Linked DNA regions of Sus scrofa: all the other regions are linked to region 3. Evidence: chromatin contacts called from public HiChIP or PLAC-seq data. All regions are on one chromosome and are shown on one strand. Each heading gives the region's core, a stretch centred on a gene start, on an enhancer-like site or on the middle of the called end of the contact. The rest is flanking DNA. Distances are from core to core; before and after follow the strand shown.

Region 1 (2,700 bases), core at 65-2,564, 170 kb after region 3:
GGGACCTCCACATGTCACAGGACAGCCAAAAAAAAAAAAAATGCTGATGAGTTAAATAACAGAATAGGCTTTATTTATTCTCTTAGCAGGGGAAGAGGTAAATTAATTCTTTGCCCTCTCTCCTGGTGTCCTCCTACCTTAAGATAAAGAAACAGAAAAAGGAAGCAGTCATGCCAGCTTATATACTCACACCCAAGAAAAAAGAGGGTACCTGGTTTTTGACAGGAGTAACATATCCTTTCTTCCGATAATCAATAGAGTCTGGGGTTCTGCCTTCCCAGTCTGGGATATAAAGGGTGTCATTACTGCGGGAATGAGAGGGGGGTACTTTGAGTCCAGTCATCTTCTGAACCACTTCTTCACTGGTCTGGTACAAAGAAGAAAGAAGCCAGGCATAAGAAAGGAACCAAGGCAAACAGGGCAGATAGACCAGGAGCTGAGGCTCAACTCACCATATCGCCCAAGTGGTTCATGGCCAGTTCATACGTATGAACCCCAAGAGAGGCCTCAAGATTATGGATGGAAATATGCTTCAGGTTTTTTTCCCAAATTAAACGCCGAGAGATTTCATCCACCTACACAGAGCATTGTCAGTATTGGCATAGACTGTATCCTGTGTAGAAAGTTACATACCTAATACCATGCAGGTTTTTAGGAGAAGAGATTAAATTTAAAATCACAGAAGTTTACAATCTAGTTGGGGAAATAATCATGGGATTGAGAGCATACAAAGAGAAATACGTAAACAAATGCAAATAATAGGATACAAACCTCTAGAGAGATGTATAGAAAAAAAAAAAAACTGCTTACGGATTAATCGCATTAATCTGAGAAGCCTTCCCGAAAGAGAAATATAAGGCAGTTATAAAGAAAAGGAAGGGTAAGACTTGATGGAGGGTGAATAGAGGATTAGGAATGGAAAGTATATGTTAAGGAGTTCCCTGGTGGCCTAGTGGTTAAGGATCCAGCATTGTCACTGCCATGATACAGTTTCAATCCCTGGCCCACAGGACTTCCACATGCCACAGGTGTGGCCAAAAAGAGAAAAGTGTATGTTAATAGTCAGGGAACAGGGGCAGATTTGCTTGAGGTAATTAAGGTATTGGGTTGAGGAAGGGAGTCTGGAACCTAGGATTGGAGGTCTCAGGTTCCAGCCCTCCCACCATGTTCCCCTCCAGGTTCCCAGGCACCTTGCTGTTATACTGCTTCCTGTAGGTCTTCTTCCATAGCTCCCACTGGGTATCCAGTATCTCCTCAGGGTATAGAGCAGAGCTCATCACAGGCAGCAGTAGTACAACCTTGAGCCCCCACATCCTGGGGGAAGGAGATAATTAGGGGAGACACTTCTATTTGCCAAGGGGTTCCTAACCTGGCTTGGGAATGAGGAAATAGCTGGAACCATATTCTCAGACCAGTAATTCTTAATCTTTAGGTCACAGACTTCCATGAGAAGCTAACAAAAATTTGCAACCCACTGTAGTCCCTCTCACCAGAAAAATGAATGCACACACAATAATTCTGGGGAGTTTATGAACCCAAAGTTAAAAACCCCTTTCTCTGAAACATGAGGCAGAAGAAAACTAGGCTTTGTAAGGAAAGCAGAAAAATTGAGGGTGATTTCCATATGATAAAACAAACAGTGATAGGAAGGGTCTGGGTTTGGATGGAGTGCTGATACCTCTGGTTCCAAGTACTTTGACCTAGGAAGATTCCACACACACACACTTGCACAGACAACCAGAAAAGGTTTAGAAAATGGACAATCAGGATGAGCACAAAAACTGCTCCAATGTCCATGCAGACTTGAAGGAGATGGAAAAAACAAATGCAGGATGGGATGAATGGGTTGGAGAATATACACAAAGGAGAGATTTCCAGCTAAGTTTTTGCTTCCTGATCATTTCTAGGCATTCTTTTGTTCTTTGCCTAAATTCTGATGCTTCTGATCTTACCAGGAGAGGACAAGGGAAATTTTGACAGCATTTCCTTTTCTCTCTCAGGTGTATTCTGTCTTCTTAGGTATTTCTTCCTCCTTTCTCTTCAGGAAACTGTCCTAATCTCAACCAGCTGCTGTGGGCAGGAAAGCTTTTCTTTCTTTTTCGACCAAAACCCCTACAAAACCCTCTGCATCTGCCTCACAGGACAAAAAACCTCAGAACCAAAGTTTGCTAGAAGAACGTTAGACAGAAAAGGAATGTTCTATGATCATTAGAGACACAGCTTTTCAGAAGTTTAGCTTCATTCACTTCTTGTGGTGGCTTGTAATTATGTGTCCTCCATTTTAAGCGCAAGTTAGTCTGTAGCAAGTCACACAGCTTGCATAATTTTCAAATTACGTCCATTTTTGTGCGATCTTTGCAAACTGACAAAATGTCCAGCACAACATTTAGTATCTGGAGTATTAAGGGGCACTGAAATGTCTTGAAGAGTAGGAAGTACTGAGCTACCACCTCCCAAACCTCTCTTCCTGTTAGTAAATTAACCCTTTGATATCTTTGGCCCAAACAAAAACCCCAAGAGGCCACTCTTTGAGGGTTGGGCAAAGGATCCTCTATATTTTTTGCTTTCACTAGCAACCACATATACGTATTTACAAATCATAAAAGGAGTCCTAAAGATTTCCAGACAGATTTTATTTGTCCAGGAAATGACCTAAGAAGGGCATTAGTTTTCATCCACAAAGCCTATAAAGTTCATTTT
Region 2 (2,700 bases), core at 166-2,665, 150 kb after region 3:
GCTTTATTTACACTCCCACTACCCAGATTATTTTGAGGTAAACACTAGACATTGGATTATTTCATATAGAGATATTCTAGTGTGTATCTCTAAGAGATAAAGACTCTGAAATAAACATAACCACAATACCATTATTACCTCTAAAATAAATTAACAATAATTGTTTAATGTCATCAAAGATGTATTTACATTTCTCTAGCCTATTCATTTTTAAAAAGCAGTTTGTTCGAATTGAGATCTAAATAAGGTCCATACATTACAAAAGCACTGAGTTATTTGCGTATCATTATGAATTCATGGATTTAAACATATTTTATGTGCTTCAATTCAATGCAGTTTTATCCTTAGTGATACTCATATTGTCCCATCTGTGGTTGGTAGAAACATTCAAATTGGCTTTTGAGTCCTGAACCCCTATGTTTGCTATGACATTAGTGCTCTTTCATAGCTTTTCTTTCTGATACCACAAGCCACTGCTGGCTTATGTTCAACAGTTCCTGCCCCAGACCTGGACTCTTGTAAAAGAGGCCCCAGAGAGCTCCCGTGGCCCTTTCATCATATGAAGACACAGCAAAAAGGCAACTAATCTATGAACCAGGAAGAGGGCCTCACCAGACACTGAATTTCCCAGAGTCTTGATCTTGGACTTCCTAGCTTTCAAAACTATGAGAAGTAAATTTCTGTTATTTAAAAGCCACCCAGTTTATGGTATTTTGTTATAGCAGTCCAAAAAAACTAAGTCAACTATCCTCACACATGAATCTTACACTCGAAGCAGCTAGTTTTCTTCATGTTTCCAGGACATTTATGCTTATTAGTCTCTGCATTTTTAACTCTATTATTATGAGTCCTAGCTAAGATTTGTAAGGTGCACCAATTACATGCTAGTGAATGTGCTATACCCTTCACATATTATTATTTAACCTTTACAACACTGTAAAGTAAATGCAATAATTATCCAACTTTTACAGAGGGGAAATTAAAGTTCTGAGAGGTTATATAACTTGTTCAAGAGGACAGAACTGGTGGCTAACCTGGGATTGAACACAGTTTTAAAGTAGTGCTTTCCCCCTAGTTTACTCTAGGGAGTGTACCTAAGCCCAGATGGACATTAATCTCTAACCCCCTATGACTCAGTTTACAGGAAGATAAGGACAAAGAAACCATGAGACTTATAGGACATTTCCACCCGTAAGACCCCTATTGGAGAAGGACTGATACAGGTCATGGGGCAAGGCCAATGGGAGAAAACACATCTTTCTGGACCCCACATTGGTACCCGCCGTCTTTAAGGGATAAAAACCCCTATAAAGCAATAGAGAGGGGCTCTTCCCCCTGCTCCCAGCTGTCCTGGGAGCTATTTGCTTTCCTGTAATAAAGACTTTGCTTGCTTGCAAAAAAAAAAAAAAAAAAAAAAAAAGGTAGTACTTACCCAGCAGAATCATTTTGCCGCCCACTGTCTTTAACTTCCTTCCCTTATCTCTGCCTCTTGAAATCTTATGCCTCCTTCATGGTCCATCTCAAAAGATACCTCTTTCAAAAAAACTTTTTTTTTTTATCCCCAACTTAATCTCTTTTCGAACCCCTGTAGTACTTGAGGCTCTTTTGTGGTGGACTCATAGATTCTGAGAACAGAAAAATCACCCTCTTATTACGTGACTTAATACTACAATTATTTATGTCTTCATCATACAAATCTACCTGTTAGCCCCTTAAGTACAGGAGTTATATTATCTCTTACTCATCTTTGTATCCTTCACACTATAGAATGCAACGATAGAGTAGACATTCAATAAATATTTACTGGCATGATTTAAATTTTTCCAACATTTTTCAATTCGGTCTGCCTTGTAATCTCACCCGGTATATCACTCCCAAATTGTTCTCTTAAAACACACTTTTATCGTGTCATTTCCTACAAATGCTTCTTATTGGCTCTTGCATTTCCCCATAATCTGGTCCATCCTAAAAAGCATTTTACTCAGTTGAGAATGGATTCTTTTTTTTAAACTGTCACCCTCTGCTGTAGTCAAGCTGGTCTCGTGGGCCCCCACACTGACCAGTCATTGTCTCCATTCTTTGGCCTCTCTACCTTGCAAGATCCACTTCAAGTACAAAAAAAGAAAAAAAAGAAAGAAAGAAGAAAGAAAAAGAAAGAAAGAAAGAGAGAAAGAAAGAAAGAAAGAAAAAAAATAATTATTGCAGCATCGTAAGTCAGCCATACTTCAATAAAACTTAAAAAACGAAAAAAAGAAAAAGCATTAGGGGAACATGCTATTACATGGTCAATCCCCATGTATACTTTTTCTCCTTTTCTTTTTTTTTGGTCTTTTTAGGAGCTCTCTCTCCTTTTTTTTTTTTTTTGTCTTTTTGCCTTTTTTGACTACCTTGTCACCTTCTATGCCTATATACTTTTAAGAAACTAATTGTACCAGCTCTGATTCCACTCCTGGCCTGGGAACCTCCATATGCTGTGGGTGTGCAAATCAGCCATTCTTCAATAAAACATATAAAAAATGGGGGGGGGGAAAGCATTAGGGGAACATGCCATTACATAGTCTATCCCCGTGTATACTTCCTTTTCTTTTTTGGTCTTTTTAGGGGCACACCCGAGGCATGAGGTTCCCAGGCTAGGAGTTGAATCGGAGCTGTAGCTACCAGCCTACACCACAGCCACAGCGACATGGAATCTGAGCTGCA
Region 3 (2,700 bases), core at 5-2,504:
GTGGACCATCACTCGAGACAAAGATTTGACATCGTCTTCGTTTTTGATGTCCAGTTTCCGAAGCATGCCTGAGAGGAAAAAAAGCATGCAGGTTCTCACCGCCTCCTTTGTCTAAACCAGGGCACGATTCGCCTGCCCACCCACGACGGGGGAAATCGCTATTTGAGCTCTATAGAATTTAGGCCGTTCCCACTTGAAAATTGACATCCCACCCTTTCCGGGCTTTGAACAGAGCTGCCATTTCCAAAAGAATCAAGTGGGCGGAAACAATGACTCACGGCCAGAATATTCTGGTTTCAGAAATGGGATAAGAGTCGTTTCAACATGGACTCGTTTCGGTTTCCACCCACCGAAGGTGCGTGAGTCCAGAGAGCTAAAGAGAAAGAAAAAGCAGGGCAGCCTTCACGACTAACCCCCTTACCTTGGAAGGCCGTCTCGTGGTTGCGCTGCACCCCGTCCCCGACCCGTCGCAGGGTCTCTAACGCCTTCCGGCTGGCGGCCCCAGACCCGCCCATTGGCTTCGCGTCCTTGGCGCCGGTTGCCTGCTCCCGAAGGTACCGAGAGATAATCTCCAGGGACTGCCGGTATAACTCGTCCTCCTCCTCCTCTGCCGGGGGCGGCGTCGAGGGGAGCGAGCCGTCCGTGCCGGGGCCACTACTGGCCTCCTCGACTAACCCCAGCAAGGGCAGGACGGCCGGCCGCTTCCCGAGGGGCTCCGGCTCGTACCCGTCCAGCTCCTCTTCGGGAGACATGATGGCGTCGGAGGCCGGGGATTCCATCTCTTCAGGCGGCGACGCGAGGCGGGTGGGCGCGAAGAACAGCAGTCTGGCGGGGGTCGCGGTGACGTCGGGGCCCTCGGCGCCAATGGGCGAGGGCCGCGCGACCCTCCGGGCGTCTGGCGCAGGAGTGGACGGGGGGCTCGCGCCGGCGCTTCCGCCAATCACCATGCCGGCTTCCCCTCCCCCTACCTCTTGCCGGGCCGTGGCCTCTTTTCCCGTAGCCAAGAGACGGCCTCCCGGAGCGGAGGCGCTGCTGCCGCTTCCAGGCCCCAATCCGGCCCCCCCACAGTAGAGGTTGAGTCCGATTACTGCGTTTCTCTGGAGGCCAAACATCGCAAGCCGCCGCCGCCACCACCTTGGCAGAAAAATGGGGGAGGCCCGACTCCTTACGGGAAGGAAGCGGAAGTAAGGTCTGAGAGAGGCACTCCTAGATCGCAGTTTTAGAACCAGTCCGCAGTGGCGTCAGCAACTCTCTAAAAAAAAAAAAAAAAAAATTGAACCCCCGTAAAAGGGCAAGGGGCGGAAGCTTCCGGAGAATGCAGCACCGCACGGCACCTAACCGGCGGTTCGGGGGGCGGGGCTTCCGGCTCTCCGAACCTCTCGCGGCCCGTTACGTAACCTTGGCTCCAGCCCTCTGCAAGGTGGGCTTGCGCTCTTCACCCGTGCCGGTCTGGGCCGGCTGGGGATTGCTACCTCGTCGCTTCCCTGAGTGCTGATTTGCAAGCCCCTTCTGTTGCTTTTGTACCGGAGGGTTGTTTTTTTTTTCCCCCACACCACAGTCCTAACCCTCGAGTCACTCGGAGATTGAGGAAGAGGGATGAGTAAATTCTGCCACGGATGCGGGACCACAGCCTTAGGATGGATGAATATGAGGACACTGTTGGGAAAATGTAGTTATTTTGCGCAACCTCAGCTCTGTACTCTCATTCCAACATTGTGTGGAAACGGGGACGCTCCATGGACTGACCTATAGAATCATTTTTACGTAAATTCGCAAAGCGAAATTGTTCTGCTCCAGCTAAATTTTATGCCTGTCTCCCTATTTGCTTTCTCCCATCGCCATCTCTCTCATGCTTTTTATATATGTCTTACTCGTTCACTACATCTTCTGAGACTCTTGATACCACTTACGTTGATAAGAGACATTTGAATCTAGGGGTAAACCCCTTAAGGACATGGATCTTGTTATATACCATATATGTGAGTTAACATTAATTGAAGCAACCTGTTTTTCCTAAAAGATCTGTAAAATTAGTAATAGCTAAAATTCAAGAGCAAAGTATTTGAGGGACAGAAGCAGGAAAGGTGAGCATGGTTCCTATTCCTGAAAACATCACTTTAATAAGGAAATAGGGCACCTGTACCACAGGATTATGTATTTGGGCAAGACCTAGAAGCATGGAGCTTTATAATAAGGGGCAGAAAGTTTGGAGAGAAACATCCTGCGGTTGTAGTGAATAAGAAATGGTTTATCTATTTAAGGAATGTAAAATCTTGCACAGCAACAAACCATAATGTGAGATGGAATATAGGAGGCATCAACAACTTAATATTGGAATTAAGAGGCTGGAAAATTCACTTTCGGCTAGGAGAGCTAGGGGAAGACTTTATGGAAGAGGTAGCTTTTTCTGCTCTGCTTTCTAGAACGCGATTTTATTTAGGGGAAAGAGATTGAGCAAATTTGCGTGCAAAAGCGGTTTCTTCTTCAGAGGCTGTAGAAGGAAGTGCATTGCTGGTTTCACTTTAAGCTTATAGCCAGAAATCTCAAGTGTTCAGTAATCCTATTGCAGTTCCTTAATCGATTCACTCTCCTGTGATCCAAGATGACTATTGAACACCTTCTTTTATATCCTTAAACGTCCCATATTCCCTTCTCCCAGCCTCACTTTAAGCTTTTAACTTACTGAGAAAATGGAAACAA

The links. HiChIP or PLAC-seq counts read pairs in DNA pulled down with a chosen protein or histone mark.
Region 1: a contact with region 3 is called in an H3K27ac HiChIP or PLAC-seq map of alveolar macrophages. The contact joins the promoter of CTSK here to the promoter of MCL1 in region 3. A contact is called at or near these places in 2 of 47 Hi-C or Micro-C datasets (embryonic fibroblasts and epiblast stem cells) and 2 of 2 datasets of contacts at active chromatin or transcription factors (alveolar macrophages and skeletal muscle).
Region 2: a contact with region 3 is called in an H3K27ac HiChIP or PLAC-seq map of alveolar macrophages. The contact joins the promoter of CTSS here to the promoter of MCL1 in region 3. A contact is called at or near these places in 2 of 47 Hi-C or Micro-C datasets (embryonic fibroblasts and epiblast stem cells) and 1 of 2 datasets of contacts at active chromatin or transcription factors (alveolar macrophages).

Annotation. Positions count from the first base shown.
Region 1 is chr4:98,391,640-98,394,339 of Sscrofa11.1, reverse strand. CTSK (cathepsin K) reads right to left here and starts at 1,314. Exons shown (of 7, transcript NM_214302.1): 1 at 1,191-1,314; 2 at 453-575; 3 at 212-367. The coding sequence starts at 1,313.
Region 2 is chr4:98,413,988-98,416,687 of Sscrofa11.1, reverse strand. CTSS (cathepsin S) reads right to left here and starts at 1,415. Exons shown (of 8, transcript XM_021089893.1): 1 at 1-1,415.
Region 3 is chr4:98,560,646-98,563,345 of Sscrofa11.1, reverse strand. It overlaps MCL1 (MCL1, BCL2 family apoptosis regulator), which reads right to left and starts at 1,254. Exons shown (of 3, transcript NM_001348806.1): 1 at 422-1,254; 2 at 1-68. The coding sequence starts at 1,112.